2 separate regions of the Dromaius novaehollandiae genome follow, and region 1 is linked to region 2. The links are chromatin contacts, called in public Hi-C maps. All regions are on one chromosome and are shown on one strand. Each heading gives the region's core, a stretch centred on a gene start, on an enhancer-like site or on the middle of the called end of the contact. The rest is flanking DNA. Distances are from core to core; before and after follow the strand shown.

Region 1 (6,921 bases), core at 3,667-6,166, 210 kb after region 2:
GGGCGCGCGGCTCTCTTACCTGCTTGCTGTACTTGCTGCTGGCCTGACAGCTGTACTCGGAGCAGTGGTCCGAGCCGATGGAGATGTTGTCGCCGGCGCCCACGAAGGTGTTGGCCGGGGGCAGTTCCTGCACGGCCTGGTGCTTTTTCCCGGCGGTGGGGGACTGCGGGTGCAGCTGGACGGTGGGCAGCGGCGAGCTGGACTTGTAGTGCCGCGCCAGGTCGGGGCTGCCCGGGCCGCCGTTGACCGAGCGGTACCGCCCCATGCTGGGGCTGTCCGAGAGCTTCTCGTTGACGCTGTCGTAGCGCTGCCCGTTGGGCTTGGAGGCCTCCACGGTGACGATGCTGCTGTAGAGGGGCTGCTTGCCCTTCTTGCCCTTCTTGTCCTTCTTGGGCTTCTTGGCCTTGTCGTGCGGCTGCGGGGTGAAGAAGTCCTCGTGGTCCTTCTTGCCGGCCTCGTAGCCGTGTTTGCCCTTGGAGCGGCAGTAGCGGGCCATGACCACCACCAGGATGAGGAGGATGACGGTCATGATGCCGGCCACCACGCCGATGACGATGCTGAGCCGCTGCTTGCTCAGCTCGTAGCTGGGGTCCCCGGCGATGTCCTGGGCCAGGGGCGTGTGGAGGCTGCGGGCCACCTGGCTCTCCACCACGGTGGCGTTGGAGAGGCTCTCGTTGACGAAGACGTGGAGCAGGGCGGTGGTGGACTGCGGCGGCTGCCCGCTGTCGTTGACCTGCACCACCAGGCGGTGCAGGCCGTAGTGCTTGGGGGCCAGCTTGCCCACCAGCGACACCACGCCGCTGGCCGGGTCGATCTCGAAGAGCTTGAAGGGGTTGCCCCCGACGATGCTGTAGTTGAGGTCGGCGTTGAGGCCGGTGTCGGCGTCGGTGGCCACCACGGTGGCCACCACGGTGCGCAGGTTGCTGGAGGGCGGCAGCACGGTGTAGGAGCTGTTGCTGGGGAAGGTGACGGTGGGCGCGTTGTCGTTCTCGTCCATCACGAAGAGGGAGACGGTGGCGGTGGCGGAGCGCGGCGGCTCGCCTCCGTCCACCGCCTTCACCTTGAAAGTGTAGCTGGTCTGCTGCTCCCGGTCGAAGGAGACGGTGGAGTAAATGGTGCCGGTGTCGTTCTCGATGGAGAAGATGCCGGCTGCCTGGTCGTGCTCGCCCGGCTGGATGGAGAGGCTGAGCTCGGCGTTGCGGCCCTTGTCGAAGTCCATCACGGTCACCATGCCCACCGGGCTGTTGGGCTGCAGGTTCTCCTTCACGTAGAAAGTGAACACGTCCTGCATGAAGCGCGGCTCGTTGTCGTTGCGGTCCGCCACCCGCACCACCACCGTGGTGGAGCCCTGCAGCGACGGCACCCCCTTGTCCCGCGCCGTCACCTGGAACTCGTAGGTGTCGCGCTGCTCGCGGTCCAGCACCGCCTGCACCGACACGTCGCCCGAGTCCGGGTCGATGCTGAAGATGCCGCCCGGCGCCTCCGAGGAGAGGGGCAAAGGCTCCAGGGAGTAGGTGATCTCGGCGTTCTTGCCGCTGTCCGCGTCCGTGGCGACCACCGTGGCCACTCTCTCGCCGGGCAAGTTGTTCTCCGGGAAGGAGACCTCCAGCACGGCCTGGCTGAACACGGGAGGGTTGTCATTAGTGTCCCCGACCCGCACCAGCAAGGAGTTGTTGCTGGACAGGCTGGGGCTGCCCGAGTCCACGGCCACGATCACCACGTTGTAGTCGCGGACAGCCTCGTAGTCCAGCGGGGCCGAGGTGTGCAGGAAGTACTTGCGCTTGTTCTGCGGCTCCCCCTCGCCCTCGCTGGCCGGCTTGAGCTGGAAGGGCACGTCCCCCACCACGGTGCAGGTCACCACGCCGTTCTCGCCCTGGTCCCGGTCCGACACCTGCACCAGTGCGATAGGAGTGTCCACCAGCACGTCCTCGGCCACGCTGGCCACGCCGTCCCGCAGCGGGATGCGCCCGATTTTCCGGATGTCGATGGTGGGCACGTTGTCGTTCTCGTCGCGGATGTTCAGCACCACCGTGGCCTTGTCTGTCTTGGGGGGCTGGCCGCGGTCCCGGGCCATGACGGTGAAGCGAAGCTGGTTCACCTCCTCGCGGTCGATGCGGTGCAGGACGCTGAGCCAGCCCGAGGTCTCGTCCAGCCGCAGCAGGCGCCGCACGGACTCGGTGGCCGCCCCGAAGACGTACTCGATCTGCCCGTTCACCCCCACGTCCAGGTCGGCAGCTCGCAGCTGCAGGATGGGGGTCCCGGGGCTGCTGTTCTCCGCCAGGTCTGCCTCGTAGACGCTCTTCTCGAAGCGGGGGCTGTTGTCGTTCACGTCGGTGATCAGCACCCGCAGGATAGCCTGCGAGGAGCGGGCCGGGTCGCCGCCGTCCCTCACGCGGAGGCTCAGCTCGTAGGAGTCCCGCTGCTCCCGGTCCAGGGCCCCCTTGACGATCAGCTGCGGCTGCTTCTCCCCGTCGAGGGTGTCGGCCACCTGCAGCTCGAACACGCTGCTCCGGGCCGCCCCGTCCGCCTCCTGCCGCCGCTTGCTGCCGCCGGGGTAGAGGGCGCTCTCGGCGGCCGCGGAAGCCGCCCCCCCCCCGCCGCCGCCGCCGCCGCCGCCGCCGCCGCGCCGGGCGCCGTCCCCGCCGGGCTCCTGCAGCAGCTCGTAGCGCTCGATGCCGTTGCGGCCGAAGTCCCTGTCGGTGGCGGTGGGAAGCAGGTAGAGGGTCCCCACGGGCCGGTTCTCCTCCACGGTGAGCGTGAGGACGGGGGAAGGGAAGGTGGGGGTGTTGTCGTTGATGTCCAGGATGATGACCCGGCCCTCGAAGAGGTCCACCCAGCTCTGCGAGGGGCCGATGACCGACACCTCGAAGTCCAGGAAACACTCGTTCTCGTCGAAGATCATCTGGCACTGCGGCAGCTTCTCGCGGTCGATGCGCCGCTCCGTGGTGCTCAGCTCCCCGGTCATGTTATCGATCTTGAGGTAGTCGGAGCCCGATTCCAGGCTGAATGTCACCTCGCCGGAGCCCGTCACGATACCCAGGTCGGAAGCCACGTTGCCGATGCGGATGTCGGCGGGTCCCTCCTCGGCCAGCCGGTACCTCAGGAGCTGCTTGGCCGCCGCCAGGCTGACCCAGAGCGGCGGAGGCAGGAGGAGCAAGAAGCAGCAGCAGCAGCAGCAATGCACAAAGCCAAGGAGAGTCCGCATCTTCCTCATCTTCTTCGCACCGAAATCCCCCCTCCTCTCACTCCCACCCGCCCCCCAATAAACTCCCCCGATAAGCCAACAGAAAGGCTGAGCGTCCGGGTGATCAATTATAAAATCCTTCTGTTCCTGGAAACTTATTGTCTCATGGCTGGTGCAATTGGTGGTCAAAACCCTGCTGCTGGCTCCTCTGCTGTTCTCCCTGCCTTCCACTTGCGATATACTTACAGTTCACGGGACAGTGTATTTTGCTTTTTAAAGATTCATCTCGGCAGATAGGATGGGATTTTCCTCCTCCTCCCCCTTCTCCTCCTCCTTCTCTCTGATTTTACTGTAATCACTTTGCAAGGTCTGCAATAAAAGCAGGAGCAGCACTGTGCGATTTTAAGCCCCCCAGGTCGTCTTCTTCGACACTAGAGTTAACTACAATTCACACACTCTCTCTCTCTCTCTCTCTTCTCTCGCTCGCTCGCTCGCTCTCTCTCCCAGCCGTTTACGACCAAGGCATTAGCTTTATTCTTCCCCCTCTCTGCACACACAGGGAAAAAAAAAAAAAAGTGATTCGCTTTATTCAAAGGGCTCGTGTCCGGGAAAACTCCAAATCCTCTTAGCAATGGGCAGTTCTTTAAAAATTAATAATAATTAAAAAGAGAGAGAAAAAATATAAAAAAATTCCAATAATGTCGGTAGCCGTGCAACTGATAGGAGAAGAACTCCGTGTATTACAGAGCAGTCCATGGAATATCCCCTTTGGTTGGCAGAAAAGCACCCAAATCCATCTTCAGAGATCGCCTAAAATGTTCAGCTCTTTCTCCGGAGAGGATTTTTTTAACAACTCTGCGCAAGGTCATTAGTCACAAAGCAACGATACAGAAACTGCAGAAGCCGTTTGCTCACAATTTGCAAGGCTGTAGATATGCACATACACACACGACAGTCCCAAGTTTGTTTTTGCATCCGCAGCTTGTGTGTGTGTCTTACCTGCATTTGCACTGCATGTGTTATAGCAATCTGGAGCTGCAGCACTGAGAGCGATTCACAAATGAGATTGCAGTCTCTCGCTCTCGCTCGCTCTCTCGCTCTCTCTCTCGCCTCTTCCTTCCCGTCCCAATGCAGGTAACCAGATCTGAACTTGATCCTTTCAGTTCAAAGGTTAGCAACAAGGCTGTGTGTCCAAAGGCGATTATTGGTCTCTTGTTAATATACCCGGAGCGGAACAAGATGTAACTGGATCCCCCACGTGAATTAACACAGATTCTGAATTACATCCATATAAGCGGAAAGGCAAAGGGGAGGAGAAAAGAGCCGCGACGCGGTTTAGAAAAAATACAGAGAGTTCTGTCTGCAAATAAAATGATAGCAGTCAGTTGTTTCCTCTGATCTGCACCGCCACGGTGGGTGAAATCTGCAATTGTGTATTCCCTCCTGTGTCTCTCGGAGAAGTGTGGCTCAGGCGCTTTCACGGCAAAGCGGCTTGTGCTTTAAAATGTTGAATGGCAACTGAGAAGCTTCCCACTCGGAAAAAAAAAAAAAAAAAAAAAAAGCAGTAAACCGGCAAGTTTGCCCAAAGTGGTGGGAGCTGCTGGAGCCTCTCGGTAGCTCTTCCCTGACGCTGCAGCAGTAGAGCCGCCTGCGCTACATACACACAGAAAGAGAGAGGGAGAGAGAGAGAGAGCGAGAGAAAGAGAGAGCGAGCGAGCGAGAGAGGAAGGGAGGGAAGGAGGGAGGGAGGAGGGAGGACGAGTCAAGCGCTGCACTCCAGAAAGCCCAGCCTTACCCTCTGCCTCTGCTGCTGCTCTTGCTGCAAGTGGGATAGCTGCTCACCACAAAACACCAGTCCAGTCCTCAACACCCGTACTCATTACACGCCAGAGTGTTGCTGCTGTTGCCTTCCCTAAGCCGCGATCGGCAGCGATGCTCTTCCACCCTTTCCCTCCCCACCTCCGCTTTAGGCTGTGAACCGAGCAACGATTTTTAAAGAACATGTTTATTCGCCTTTCTTTTAGGCAGAGCTGGTGCACGTTCGGGGCTCTGCATTTTGCGGAATCGCACTGGTAAGAAAACTCGTTTCGCACAGATTCCCACCTTTCCCTGTAGTGTTGGTGCTTTTGTGAAATAGCTGCAGTCACAGTAACTGGATAAAACTCCAGGGAGAAAGGGGGTCTGCTTTAGATCTCAGACTTTCGTCCTGTTTCCCAGTGCTGTTGGAGCCTTTGGGGCTTTGTGTTCATGTTCTTCCTATTACTGTCATTTGAATATGTCTTTTCAGCAGTGTTTGTGGGTTTCCTAGGGGAGAAAAAAAAATCCTCGGAGAAGACTAGGGAGGGGGCGAGAGGTTTAGGAGAATAAACACATGTAAGAAGTAACAGATTTATTTCCGCGCAGAGACTTGCTGCTTCGATGATTGCTAAAATGTAGCGTCACCTACCAGGGTAAGTGGGAAACAAACTTCAACGCTAAAACTCTCCGCTCAACTTTGTTTATTCTGCCCTCCCTAGTTTGCTTCTCCTTCTGACTTTATGCCATGTCGCCGCCCGCGGCGGCTGCGGGCCGCTGCCCTTTGGGTGCTGCCGGCGCCTCTACCTGCCTCTCCGCCCGGTGCGGGGGAGCAGCGGGGGCCTCCGGCGGGGCCCTCGCCCCCCCTGAACACGTGCGGGGAAGAGAGTTGTCGCGGGTCCTCCGCGTGTGTGGGTTGCTCTTTGTTTTAAACGGCGCTTGCGAATAAAGAGAAAGCAGTCTGACGCCTTTCTTTTGTTCCCCATGGTGGTGACATATTTGAGCGAAAGCAGCCGGATACATTGGGATGGCTCAAAGCAGCGGCCACGGCGTGCCTCTGTCGTCTGGGGCGGCGAGTCAGTGCGGGAGGGCAGGTTGCCCCCTCTGTCCTCGGGGAGCCGAGGGCCGCGGGGGGCAGAGCCTGCGCCGCAGGAGCCCGCGCTGGGGCAGGAGCGGCCGCCCCGCTCCACCGGGCTGGAGGCTCCTGCGCCGGCAGCGGCGGCAGCTCCGGCCCCTGCCGCCCTCGCCGCTTTGCCAGGACGCGGAAACCCTCCCCCGCCGGTGCCGGAGACACTCGGCTTTATATCTGCAGCATCAGCGAGAAAGCCCGGCTCGGCGCAGGCTCAGTGCTCACCGCCGCAGTCCCGGACGGAGGAGGGGGGCTCAGGAGCTCAGCATCTTCGCAGCGGGTTAAGTAGGATTAATACCAAATCCCTGTTATATTTGCCAAGCAACTTGAATTTATCAAAATCCCCCCTGGCTGTTCTGGAGCTCCGAGAGGAGGAAATTTTGCCCACAGTGTAAGATCCAGACATACCAGTATGCAGGAATACCAGCATACTGCATTACACTGGCTCCCTGCACTAGCGATACAATTACAAGCCGAAGCTCCCACTGCTCCCTTTCCTTTGTGCTCTTAAACGCAGCCAGAAAACTTAATGTATTCGCCAGAAGAGGGGCGGGATGAAAGCGCTTTTAACCTCCCCGCCATAAACTTTAATCGGATTCCGGGCTGTTGCACGGCATGGACTCTTCGCCTCTTGTCTGCGTCTCCTTCCCCGTTGTCTCCCATGCCTACTACTACTACTGCCTGCCTCGCAGAGCTTGATTCTTCAAGCGAATAAGTGATTTCTTTCTCTTGCCTTGTGCACTCTCTCCCCTCCCCTCCCTCCCCTCTCTGGCCTCTCTTACACACACTATGCCTTTCACATGCGGTCTGCGCC
Region 2 (6,844 bases), core at 1,334-3,833:
TCCTCAGTAATTCAAATTAAGGATATTTATAAAACCAACTGGCTCATCAGCATCCCATAAGAAAGTGCTGTTCTGATGATCAGAACAACTGGTGTCTCTACAGAGAAGATGCATGATTACCTTTTAAACTAGCTTTCTCGTTCCCACTGTTGCTTTTTGTATCCTGATGAGCCACAAAAACAACTACAGATAAGCAACCATATTCCACAAATAAGCGTGCAGTTGCTTTGCTTATTAAGTGTTAGATATTTACTTATTGAACAGAAACATTTTAGATAAACTGAGGGAAAAAATTAAATTTATTAACAATTGTATTCTCATCTCGATCATTTGGCATCTTAAGCCTGTTTTTAGTGTTGTGGCTTTGCTCAGTTACTCATTTGTAAAACACCGTAGATACCAAGATGAGATCACACATACTTTAAAGTTTTAAAATCTCACAAGATACAACTCATGGTACACAAGCATGTGTGCCACATATCATTTGCAGAAGAGTAGTAAAAAATAAAAAGCCTACTGAGCGAGTTATTTGCACTACAGAGATACAATTAAGAGTACATAAGCAAACGTAAACCTAAATTATTAGGTAATCTGAAACCTAAATGCTTTCAGGCTGTTACTTGCTTTTTAAAACAGTTGTTGCCAGGTTAATAGTGACTTTAGTCAGCATAATTCTCTCACTATCATTCTATGGATTCTCTGCAAGAAGGGATGTTGCGTAGCCTGCAGCACACCAAAGAACGTGGTTTAATTTTCACTTGTCAAGTTAGAATTTGCAGCCACAATAATTAGCAGTGACTGGATTTTGACATGCTAAGCATGGACAGTTTTCCTTAAATTAATGAAATAGAAAGCTGGAGGATGAGGAAGAGTTTTCAGATGTATCCTGGCTAAGTACACTACTACACTGTGGCAAAGTTATTCACATCTGGTCACTACAATTTTTACTAACATCCAAAGGTCTACATTTTGATAGCCAAGTTGTTCATTGTCAAGAAAAACAAAAACAAAACATAACAAAAAAACTTCCCTCCATAGCATCTACCATCATTATTGCTGAGGGAAGCGATTTGGCAGATTCATCAGTCAAAAATTTTCCATGTACTTTTGGCATGACTGAGTAGGACAGAAGGAAGCTGCACAACAGATAGAAGATTTGCTTCCAGAGCATGTATATTTTGGGGGAATCCATTGCATATGAATCCTCATAGAGGCACTGTTGTCCAATAATTTTTATGATACTTCTTTCCTGCCTAATAAAATTGTTTCAGTAGCTTTAAACTACTAGAACACATTGGCCTACAAGTGCCTTTGGAACCTCTTTGGAATAACAGCATCAATATATAAGAGCTCTCTGGAAAGAAAATGTCAGCAGGCTGTAACATTTTGACAGGTTTTTTTTGCTTTTCTTTTTTGTGGTGGGGTGAGGAACAACACTTTTGTGCCACTAAGTACACAGGGCAAACCATTCTCAGTCTTTTTCTGAAGAGGTAGCTGTATTACAGGGCCAGAGGGAAACCAATCTGCAGGGGGGGGGCAGGATTTTGACAGTGTTCCAGATCAGATATCTCAAAAGTGGAACCTCTCAAAACACTTGTCACTCCTCAAAAATTTGCCTGTGATCTTTTGCCGAGACATTCAGTAGGCACAAAGCTTGTAATTACAAACTGTGTCATTTCCGGCTGCCTTTTTGGAATTAGTTCAATAAAGATCTAAATCTGTTTCCACACTGAGAAAACCCTTAAAGTTTAATTTCTATGACCATGTGCAATATTGAAATCCAAACAATATTTTTGTTAGTGTGCCACAAGAACAGAACAACAACTGGAAAAAAAATTAGTACCTGTTCAGCACTTCTCATTTTCACAGTAAAAAATTAAGTTACATTCTAAAGGAATATGGAAAATGATACAAGTTATTCATTGCAAAATATGACCACTCCCTTTATATATATCACGACTGCTACAGGTGAAATTCTTCAAACCACATTTTGTGGCACACCCAAGTCCCATTCCCGAGGGGGGAGTTCTACTCGTAAATGGCATCCTAATAAGACTAAGCACTATCTAGTCAAGAAGGAAAGGAGACAACATTTGGAAAGACTTGCTGATTTTTATACATAGAGAATGCCCAACTTTCATTTAGGCTCTAAGAAATTAAGCGCTGAAGATTTCCTGTTTTTTATAAGTTACAGAATAGGGTTCCAAATTAAAAGGGATCTAAGGGAAGGAGGAGCAGAAGATTACCCTTGTTATTTCCATGTCCATCACTTAAATACATGAACATGGATGGCATACCATATATGATCATATATACCACAATAACTGCTAATATTCTTGCATGTAACTTCTGAGGTGTACCGGGAATTTTTGTTTACAATGGTATTTTCAGAACTATGATCTTCATTAACCTGAAAACTCTTTTTTGTACACAGACCTCCGTGCAGGAAAGTGCACCATGGAAACATAAGACACAGGCTACCTCGCACATAAAAAGCCTACATAGCCCATACCTAAAAGCCCACATAGTTATACCAGAACAAATCTTGAACTAATAAAAGTTATAACATTCCCTCAGCTGTGTTTTGGCAGGAGGGAATTCTCACACTGACATAGCTTAATCCCTGCAAAGCGCCCAGAGTAACTCTTTAGACAGAAGCATTCGACTCTTGTAACTCAAGCATTTTGGGTCCTAAAGGAGTTTGAGATTAAAGTCACAGTAATATCATACAACTTTCTTATTAATTAATTCAGTCCCTGACTGACTGTTGTTGCATGCTGATTGCTGTAGGACTCATTCTCAGAAATCTACCTTACGCGCTGCATAGGGAGTGGAGATATTTAACAACGAACAGTTAATTCAGTGATAAATTCTCTAAAAGTTTCTACATCAGCCGTTCTGTGGATCCAGTCCAAATTGTTCAAGATCTTCTTAAATATGGACCATCTCCCCATTCCTCTTTGTCTTTATTACTCTTAAGGCATAACATTTGTTTTCAGGAGATAGTATAAAGTTTCATTAACTTAAAACCACAACCATCTTTACTTGTGTTTCCTTTGGATAACTGCATTCTTACAGACAGAGAGGTAGCTGAATTTGAGCCACATAGTGTTCTCCCAGGAGTGGCAGTTGCAAGAATACTTAATTATATGCAAAACACATTTAACACAATAATTATGGAGTTGGCTGGAAAAAAAATGCATAAACTGTGTTCTAGCTCCAGTGTTATCAATATTTAGTATAACGGTATTGACGCTGAATTACAGAACTAACTTACATGGTAATATAGAGGCATTTTAAATTAAACACACAAGAATTAAGAAAAAAAATACATGCCAGAGTCACTACTCTGTTTTTTGGGTGCTAAAGAACTGGCATACACTGGACAGTAGGAAAACAGATTATACTAAGAAAGAAAGGAAATCAAAAGAAATTGCCTGAAGCCCATTTGCATTTGGCATTTCCAGCTCAAATCAAAAGATTTAGAGAGTAACTAGATAGTCCTCAGCAGAAGCATTCAAGTGTCTGTGCACTCCATCCCAAGTGAGTCCAGAACCAAAGTATGTTATTGCATAGAAATGGTCATTGTAAACAAGCAGATTTGACATGGGTCTGCAGGTTTTATTAGCTCAGTCTTTAGGCCATAGTAAAGCAGTGAAACTATTTCTGGACTTAATTTGATTTTGAAAGCAGCATGAGCGCATTTGCACAGCCTGACCTAGTAAGCCTGGCAAGACCAGAGCAGCTTGATGTAGAATAACTGTGCCACAGATGCAGTGACAAGTCAGTTAGTCCAACCACGAATAATCAAAAATTGACTGTTTAAGGTATTCAAAAAATAAGCTGTAGCTGACCCCTTCTAACTGGAGCAAGAAGGTTAGAATCTTCTGGTAAACTGCATATGCACATCAGTGATATTCATCAAAAGATACAGTAGAAAATAAGTTATAGAAGCAGCAGCTCTAAGTTTAGTATAGAGATACAAAGGCAAGAGCACCATCATTTTTCCTTCTCTGAGGAAAAAATATTTAACAAGGAAAAAGATAGATTTTGTCTTTTCAACAATATTTCGTCAAGAACTTGAATGGGTCTGTCTGCAGTCTTTTGTGCTTAGCTACTCAGAGGGTGGAAGAAAAAAAATTGGGGCGTTTCTTAGGCTTCTTATTTGCTTGCTATCCTAATACTACTCACAAAAGCAATTTGTTTGAAGAGGCATACTGTTTGCAGCTTGACTACCACATTACAATTGTGTGAAGAAAATTGCAACACACAACCGCCCTTAACCCCTATTAGTCTTTAGCTGTATGGAACTGCATTTTAACCTGTCAGATCTTGTGTTCCACTGTTCCAAGATCAAGCCATATTTAATATTCATCAGTCTAAATAAAGTTGGAGACAAACACTGTTTACGGCAACTTCCTGAAACACTGAAACAAGTAGTTGCTGTTGAATATTTTAATACCATTTGTTATCTCTTTCAGCAACAAAGAGAGTTCATTATTGGACAAATTAGCCTCCAAGTTACTGATGCTGAGCCATAAATAATTGGAATCAGCAGAAATGTTCCCAAGCATTTTTCTGCTGTGCTTTTACATATGATAACTGCTTGGAATGGGAAAGAAAGAAAAAAAGAAAAAGGTACATATTTCAGGAAACATTTTTCTTCCATATATATGTGTTTCTATTGCATTTCTTGCAAGCTAGAGAACATTTGGTTGATCTTGTAAATGAAGCTGACAGACATAACTTTCCTTAGTATCTCAAAATTCCTAAGGACAAGCCGAGTGCTTTATGAAGCTAGTAGTTCTATAAACACCACTCTTCTAGTTGAGCAGCATAATGATGCTGTAGGCAGCTTCAGTAGACACTACAGTATATGACAGAAAATTTGCAGGGCAGTTAAATTAAAAAGGGTAGCACAGTAGAATAAAGTGAGGATTTTTCTTCCAGTAAAGATCAACCCTTCTCCCCCGCCTGCCAAATCCTCATCAAACAACATTAAGGTGAACAAGATTTTGCCTCCATAGGTGGCACTAGCTTCTGGTAGAACAGTGCCAAACAGTGACTTCTGCTCTGGGCCAAGTGGTGTCTTCCCCTTGGTAAGGTAAGGACTCCTGTCTCCTAATGAATTCATAGGGGCTCTGCTGATCAGGAAGCCTTGTACAAGCTCAATGAGTATTCATACTGAACTGCCACCCCAGCTAAGAAATGCTGTTACACACCAGTTGAAAGTAGTAGCTCCCATGTCTCCTCAGCTTAGCTGGAGCTTGGGTGAGAATGCGAGAATGAATCCAAAAAAAGGGGTGGAATAAGTAGAAAGAATAAGCTTGGGAGGCAAGGAGCAAAAAATATAAGAAGTAGCAGTAATTTTTTTCTTGATCAGTCTAAGAAGAAAAAACCGTTGTATGACTGCCAGTGTAGTTTCACATGTCAAAAAACAAGACCACTCACAGTAAAAGTAGAGAGTTGCTAAAACTGATCTTCTGAACCAATTCTGTTTTTTTCATAACTGCTGTCTGCCTACTAGACTCTTTCTAATGTCTATTATGGTTTCACTGGAAAGTGGCTAAGAAGCTGAATTTTCACAATGAACTAAATTAAAACTTAGTATCCACCTGATGACGTTGTCCCCACTTTTCTTACTTCATTGCTAAGAATTATTTACCATCTCCTTCTGCAATTCTACACTGTAATGACCGTTATTTTTCAGAACCTCCCATTGTTTTGTATTGTGTATAAGGTTGAAAGGAAACAGGAAAGACTAGTATTTCTCTTACTGTGTATACAAATTTTCTCAATAATTTCAGCAGTACAGTACTCCCTCCATTCTGCATACAGCATATCGTACCATACAGGCTACATGCCTCCCCCCACTCTGCCTACACAGTGCAAGAATGCACCGAGCGCGGCAGTCTATCCACAAGTGGAAATCACTTTGCAGAATATACAAAATACATTTGCATCCCTCCAAATTATTTTATTACAGTCACTAATATTTTATAGTTATATTTAAAAGATGACATGCTCTAGAATTGTTATATCTGATTTTAGTCAGAGCAGCAATGAAGTTATTTAAAAAGGACTACAACCATATGGTAGAAGTCAGGTGAAAATTAAAGAGACTTCTTCCATTCATTTTAATTAGCTATGCTGGTAAAATATGACCAATAAAGATCCTTAAATCCACAAGCAGTAATCCAACTTTGGATCCAACCACAGAGGTAGTCAGGCATCAAAAACTTACCATTCCTGTGCATTAAGACCGGCATGTGTAACTCAAAATACATTTTTACTGAAAATTACTGGAGGTTCTGCACACCAAGTATTATTTTTTTTTCTCTCAGGATAACAAAGCTACCTAACTATATTCATTCTATATTTGAAGCTTCATTGTGTTAAACATTTACCTTCCACTTCTGAAAAAGCTACATTTTAATGAACACTGAAGTTTCCCCTGCTCACTCGCACTGCCTTATACTGTGCAGTCTGCAAGTAGTAAAGGTTAGTGTTTCCCCATCATATATCAAATTGTATTCATACCGAATAAGCTGTATTCAGAAATGATACTTTAATATCAACAAATCTCAAATGACTTTAACACACACGTAACATTCCCAAAGAAAAGCAAGATATTAGAATGACAGATAAAAAGGATTCCTTCCCATTAATAATCATGGCACACATTATAAAAAAGTAGTTTCAAATTTGATCATTTTGGAGTAGTTATTATGAAGGAATAACCAGGTATAAGGATCTCCTCTGGAGGGGAGGTTAACTCCAGGTTATCAACTCCAGCCTCTGCAGTTGATAACCTGTATTACAGCAAGTTTCAGAGAAAGGCTCT

What was found. Hi-C and Micro-C count contacts between places; a contact is called where the count stands out from the background.
Region 1: a contact with region 2 is called in a Hi-C map of brain, with 2.4 times the contacts expected there. The contact joins the promoter of PCDH7 here to the enhancer-like site in region 2. A contact is called at or near these places in 2 of 4 Hi-C or Micro-C datasets (brain and liver).

Annotation. Positions count from the first base shown.
Region 1 is chr4:66,154,208-66,161,128 of bDroNov1.hap1, forward strand. It overlaps PCDH7 (protocadherin 7), which reads right to left and starts at 4,917. Exons shown (of 3, transcript XM_064511329.1): 1 at 20-4,917. The coding sequence starts at 3,214. LOC112995479 (a long non-coding RNA gene) reads left to right here and starts at 6,866. Exons shown (of 7, transcript XR_010389107.1): 1 at 6,866-6,921.
Region 2 is chr4:65,947,343-65,954,186 of bDroNov1.hap1, forward strand. The region is part of intron 2 of PCDH7 (protocadherin 7); the gene reads right to left. Among named protein-coding and RNA genes, the nearest start is that of PCDH7, 210 kb to the right of the region's middle. Within about 2 kb of position 2,584, at least 1 of the 2 cell types and tissues checked has open chromatin away from gene starts, as enhancers often do.